2 separate regions of the Sus scrofa genome follow, and region 2 is linked to region 1. The links are chromatin contacts, called in public HiChIP or PLAC-seq maps. All regions are on one chromosome and are shown on one strand. The core of a region is the stretch at or near the end of the contact, and the rest is flanking DNA. Distances in the headings are between cores, read along the strand shown. Region 1 overlaps PLXDC2 (plexin domain-containing protein 2). Region 2 holds the start of PLXDC2 (plexin domain-containing protein 2).

Evidence for each region. HiChIP or PLAC-seq counts read pairs in DNA pulled down with a chosen protein or histone mark.
Region 2: a contact with region 1 is called in an H3K27ac HiChIP or PLAC-seq map of alveolar macrophages. The contact joins the promoter of PLXDC2 here to the enhancer-like site in region 1. A contact is called at or near these places in 4 of 47 Hi-C or Micro-C datasets (embryonic fibroblasts, epiblast stem cells, heart right ventricle and 1 more) and 2 of 2 datasets of contacts at active chromatin or transcription factors (alveolar macrophages and skeletal muscle).

The regions. Positions count from the first base shown.
Region 1 is chr10:54,560,813-54,563,765 of Sscrofa11.1, reverse strand. The region is part of intron 2 of PLXDC2 (plexin domain-containing protein 2); the gene reads left to right. Among named protein-coding and RNA genes, the nearest start is that of PLXDC2, 110 kb to the left of the region's middle. Within about 2 kb of position 1,530, at least 8 of the 83 cell types and tissues checked have an H3K27ac peak or open chromatin away from gene starts, as enhancers often do. A contact at or near this core is called in alveolar macrophages, retroperitoneal adipose tissue and skeletal muscle, where this site is marked.
Region 2 is chr10:54,675,660-54,678,612 of Sscrofa11.1, reverse strand. PLXDC2 (plexin domain-containing protein 2) reads left to right here and starts at 1,380. Exons shown (of 15, transcript XM_021064961.1): 1 at 1,380-1,523; 2 at 2,306-2,953.

The sequences.
Region 1 (2,953 bases), core at 281-2,780:
TCTTCTGTTGCAACATGAGTATCTAGAGAAAGTTCTCAATGCTACTCAGCAGGATCTCCTTGTAAATCTATTCTAAGTTGTGTCTGATAAGCCCAAGCTCCCGATTCCTCCCACTCCCTCCCCCTCCCATCAGGCAGCCACAAGTCTCTTCTCCAAGTCCATGAGTTTCTTTTCTGAGGAGATGTTCATTTGTGCTGGTATTAGATTCCAGTTATAAGTGATATCATATGGTATTTGTCTTTGTCTTTCTGGCTCATTTCAATCATAGAACTTCCATATGACCCCGCAATCCCACTCTTGGGCATCTATCCGGACAAAACTCTACTTAAAAGAGACACATGCACCCGCATGTTCATTGCAGCACTATTCACAACAGCCAGGACATGGAAACAACCCAAATGTCCATCGACAAAATACTAATTCTTTATGTGTTTAAAGGCGAGTTAAAAATTTGACCTTTATTAGTCAAGTGGGAAAAAATTCTGATATGCAGAAATGAAGAATTAACAGCTCTTCTGTTATGATCATTTTTTTGCAGTGCTTGGAAGAGCATAGGTATCTGGGTGTCTTCTGGGAATACATGAGGTTAGACGCAGAGAAAAACTAAAACAATTAATAAGAACAGTAGGGGGTAAATCAGAGATGCACTTTTACCCTCAGTTGAAATGTGGTAAATGTGATTGACATTTCAGAGTACTATTAAGGGGATAAAATAATAGGAGAGGTGCTTATGATGTCAAAAGAATATTCATTTCTCACTATATACTGATTTTCTCTGTGACTGTCTAATAGAAAACTATAATTTGATAATGGAGAGCTTTCTGTCCGTGGGTCTACATGCATATTGGACTAAATAAGTGGAAACTTCATAACAGATAAATTTTACTTTCTGCAGTTATATAACACTCGTTAAATGAAAGAGTAGTTAGCGTGGTGTGTGTGTGTGTGTGTGTGTGTGTGTGTGTGTGTGTGTGTGTGTGTGTGTCCTATTGGCTATAACCTAATTAACTGAGTTGTAAAGGTGTATTGATAATTTTAACCATACTCAATAGGCAGACAGCGTATCAGAGCCCAACTTTGAGGGAGAAACTGTCTTTAAAGTGGCATTTTCTCTCCCACCCTCCTTCCCTTCATTTGTTCCCTCCTTCCTTTCTAAGGTGTATTTGATGAATGTCTCCTGTATGCTAGGCGGCGGGGAAGAGCAGTGATCAAAACGCAGAAATCACCCACTTTACCTTGTAAGATAATAAACTAGACTAGTAAGAAACAGATAATAAATAAGACAGAAAAGATACATAGAAGATAAATGTTAGGGAGTGATGCGTCCTGAGAGGAGGGGAAACAAGAAAAGGTGAGAAGTGAGATTTGTAGTTGGAGTAGAGGGTGGAAACCAGAACAATGACTAGGGAAAGGGACTTGTAAAGACCTGAGAAAAAAAACACCAATGACGGGGGCAATGCGTTCCAGAGAGAGGAAATGGCAAACATACAAGCTCCAGAGAGCGCCGTGAGCCCAGCCTGTCCAAGGAACTACAAGAAGCAGACGTAAGAAGCCAGGAACTAAGGCTGGAGTGGAGTGGACCGGAGCTGGTGGCAGGGTGCCGAGGGGAGGCAGCTTGGGTTTTCTGGGTCCTAGAGCGAGATTTTACAGTGAGGACTTTACCTGGTGAACTTGGAGCCTTCGGAGGATTTTGAGCAGAGGAGGGACACAAATGACTGGGGTTTTTGGTTTTGTTTTGTTTTTTTCACAGATCCTTCCCGGGGTATTGAGAACAAATTAATGAGAGACAAAGGTTAAAGCTGAGAGACCAGTGAGGATGCTTACGGCTCTAATTTTTGAATTTAAGCTTAAAGATAAGAAAAAGGAATGAAAACCAGAGTGGAAATGAAAAATTGCGTAGAAGGCAAAGCCCAGATTTCTAAAGCCTGTTGTCTGGATATTAGTGATATCTTGAACTTCACCTCTTATACTCAGACAGCTCTGCCGTCCTGGCGTCCCTGTACACAACCCTGATTTGAACTTATGGGACTCAGTTTTGTGTATCTGGTCTTCACGTCTTCAGATACCCCCACACCAGAAAATTGAGTGTAACACCATTCTGACATTTTCATTATGAATCTGGAAAACTGAACGGAGTCACTTCTAAAGTTAATGAACAAATACTTTAGAAAATAATCAAAAGCACTAAGGCTTAGTTGCAGTGGCACACAACACAGTAAAATCTTTATGGGAATACCACACGCCAGTGGTTTGTAAAAGAGTTTACCATATCCAGACTATAAAATGGTTGCCTCGATGCTGAATATATATGAATGTGTCCTGAAATATACTGAATATATGGACTTGAACCTTGGTTTGGTAGTTTTGAGCCAAACAGCCTTGACCTGCATCAGCCCATGGGCTTATAGACAAATTCATGTTCATTGTCACCTGGATTCATTAACAGCAAAACTCATAATTCTGTAACTCGTTCCTTTGAAAACGCTCTTCAGAGCAAAGTATTAGTTACTCAGTTTATATGAAATGCTCCATAAATATTTGCTGAACGAATGATTCTTTAACCAGACTTTCAATCTTTATAGCAAAATAGGAGTCTTCACCTGCAAATTACTGTCCTTTTAAAATAAGCTCTCTCATGATTTCTCAGAAACACATTAAACTTATAATGATAACTTCTTGTAGATCGGATCTACAGTATTAGTCTACCAAGCTTGCTGATGCGTGAATCTTTACCCCGCAAACAAATGCTTCAGAGGCCATGATTTTTTATTTAATATTTGTTTTATGCAAAATTCAGAAATTATCAAATTTGGCTAATTTTAGTCAATATGAAAGATGAGCAGTAATTTATGTTCCTTCCACTCTCTTTTATTGTTAAACTGAAATTGAAAAGAAACACAAATTCTTACTGGTTTATCTAATTCAGAGGACCTTGGAGTCAGTATTAGAAGTA
Region 2 (2,953 bases), core at 131-2,630, 110 kb before region 1:
TATAAATGGGAAATAGAGTAGTACAGAACATTTTGGGAAGGTTTATGCAAAGGTTCCTGAAGTCGTGATGTCACTAGGGATATAGACCAAAAAAAATGGCATTAATTAAATGACAATCGGGGTTGATTTTGATAGAGAGATTCAGTTTTCCAATTTAATGTTCATTAGGTAACTACCTCAGGTACTCACCTTTGGATGTCATTGTTACATAGAACTTGAAAACTTGGTTGAGCAGAAGTTAAAGAACCAGTTTTTTCTAAGTAAGGTGAGGAGGAAGGAATCAACTGGTTGAGAAAAAGCTCAGGAGATTAGCAAAGAGCATTAAAAAAGTGTTGTATGCAAGGCGTGTGTGTGTGTGTGTGTGTGTGTGTGCGCGTCTACAAAATAAACAGTAAACTGAATACTGCATTGAGGAAAACATGTTACACTTCCCGTTCTTCTTCTCTTCAGCTAAGTAACCATGAGAGAGGCATTCTTTCAGTATCAAATTAGCATAGTAGTTTGAGTATCAGGGCCCACTTCCAGTGGGCACTGAGATCAAATTAAGGTGGTTATTGATGGCACCCATAAATTTTTCAAAGCATGCCGAAAAGTGGACAAGACTGGGAGTTCCCATCGTGGCTCAGTGGACGTGACTCTGACTAGCATCCATGAGGTTGTGGGTTTGATCCCCAGCTTTGCTAAGTGGGTTAAGGATCCAGTGTTGCCGTGAGCTGTGGTGTAGGTTGCAGACAGGGCTTGGATCTGGTGTTGCTGTGGCTGTGGTGTAGGCCATCTGCTGCAGCTCTGACCCCTAGCCTGGGAACCTCCGTATGCCGAGGGTGTGGCCCTAAAATGACCAAAAAAAAAAAAAAAAAAAAAAAAGGTGGACAAGACCAACAGGACCTTTTGCACTTAGAAGCACTGAAGCGAATTCTTCATTTGATTTAGAACACCCTCTCTCTTCTTCCTTCCCTCTCTTTTCTTAATTTAAGAAACCTGAAGTCATGTACATTGCGCCAGGAACTGGTCTCAATTCCTTAATTATTCAGTATTAACTCATGTAATCCAATACAACTTTATAAAGGCATAACTACAGTTCTCCCCATTTGATGGTTGGGGAAGCGAGGCGCTAAGAAGTTAAGGAAATTGCTCAAAGTCGTACAGCTATTTAGTGAGGGAGGTGAAATTCCATCCTAGTCTGGTGCTAGAAATCTGTACTTTTTAACCAATATGCTTTCATTCCGTTCTCTGCATTTACCCCCTGAAAAATAAGGTCAACTATGTAAAATAAGATGTAAAGTGTCTAGAGGGCTGGAAAGGGTTAACGCTGAAGCACTTCCGCGAGCTGAAAAAACAAAAACAAACCAGCCAGCAAAAGCCTGTTAAAGCCCCCGGTGGAAATTCAGGGGGCCTTCTGTTCCTTTAAACTCTCGCTTTCGCTCCCGCTGACACTTCGCAGCGGCCGCGGCTGGACCAGGCTACCGCGCTCCCTTCGTCCTTCCACCCGCCCGCGGGTCTGGGGTCCGAAGGGGCTGCGCAGGGTCGGTATCCGAATTGGCTCGGGTTTGCTTTCTTCACACCCCAACCCCCGCCACACACATCCTCCCGGGAATGGCGTACTGGAATTAACCCTTTAGCGCCCAGGAAGCCCCCACTGGCGCCGGGCGCCCGCTGGGTCCGCTGCAGGGTCCGCTGCTGGGCCGCGATTCCCCGCAGGCGGGCGTGCGGGCGGCCCAGGGCCAGGGGCTTGCGGGCGCCGCTGGCCGGGCTGCAGGGGGTGCGAGCCCGGTGCAGGGATGGCGCCCGGGCGGCGCAGAGGTGCAGTCCGGCGCTCCCCGCCCTCCGTGTTCGCCTTTTCGCCTTCTCTGCTGGCGCTCCAGGCCGCCGGCTGCCCCGGGCACGGCGAGCTGGAGTTGCCCTCTCACTCCCCCCTGCTTCGCTCCCCCGGTTTAATCTCTCGGCGACTCCTTTGCCAGCCCCGAGGAAAGTGCAGCCATTGGACAGGTCGGTGCGAGCTGCCGGTTTCGGGAAGGAAGGTGGGAGACGCCTGGAGGAGCGAGGGGGAGGGAGGAGGGAGGAGGGAGGAGGGTGCCGCGGCGGATCTGGCAAATTGCGAGCTGCCTTCCCTCCCCAAAGTGTGGAGCAGGAGCGCGGGGGAGCGCGGCGGCGGCGGCGCCTCCTCCGCCACCAAACTCCCGGGCTCTGCGGTGCTTGGGACCACCTCCTCCTTAGCCGGGAGGAACCCTCTCCCAATAGGTTTCAGCCTGACTTTTTCCTCCTCATTTCTTTCTTCTTCACCCTCACCCCCTTTTCTCCCCTCCAGTACATTTTTCCTGCCTCCGGACCTCAGACTGCTGCAGCTCGAGCCTTCCCAGGGGCTGCCCATCCCTCCGGCTGCGAGCGAGGACGCACGCCCTGCATCGGGCGAAGAAAAGAAGAAAAACTTGTCGGAGGGGTTTCGCCAGCCCACAGTAACCCCCTTCCCGCAAACCCGAATCTTCCGCGGGGCCATCCCAAGACTGGGGAAAGTTCCGAAAGCCCTCTCGGATTTGGAGGAGGCACCCTAGCTGACTGTGGAATTAGATCTGTTTTGAACCCAGTGGAGCGCATCGCCGCGGCTCGGAAGTCACCGTCAGCGGGCACCGGGGTGGCGCTGCCCGTGCGGAGCGGAGAGTTTGCCAGCTCCGGCTGCAAGTGGCCTTTCGCCTCCGCAGTTGCTAGTCTGTGTCTGGAGTGAGGGCTGTGAGTGTTGTGGCAAGTTGTGAAGAGAGACCTGGAGGTCCGGAGAAGACTGCGCTCGCCTCGCACTTCCTTTTTTCTCTTCTTGGCTCCCGGGCGTGAAGTCTGAGCGAATTTTACAAAGGCCTCTGCGTCCTGCCGGGACCGGTCCGCAGCGTTCGGCCCCGCGGTCCTCATTCCCAACCGGAGCCCCGGAGCCCCGGGCGCCCGGGAAGGACTGGCGGGGAGGGGG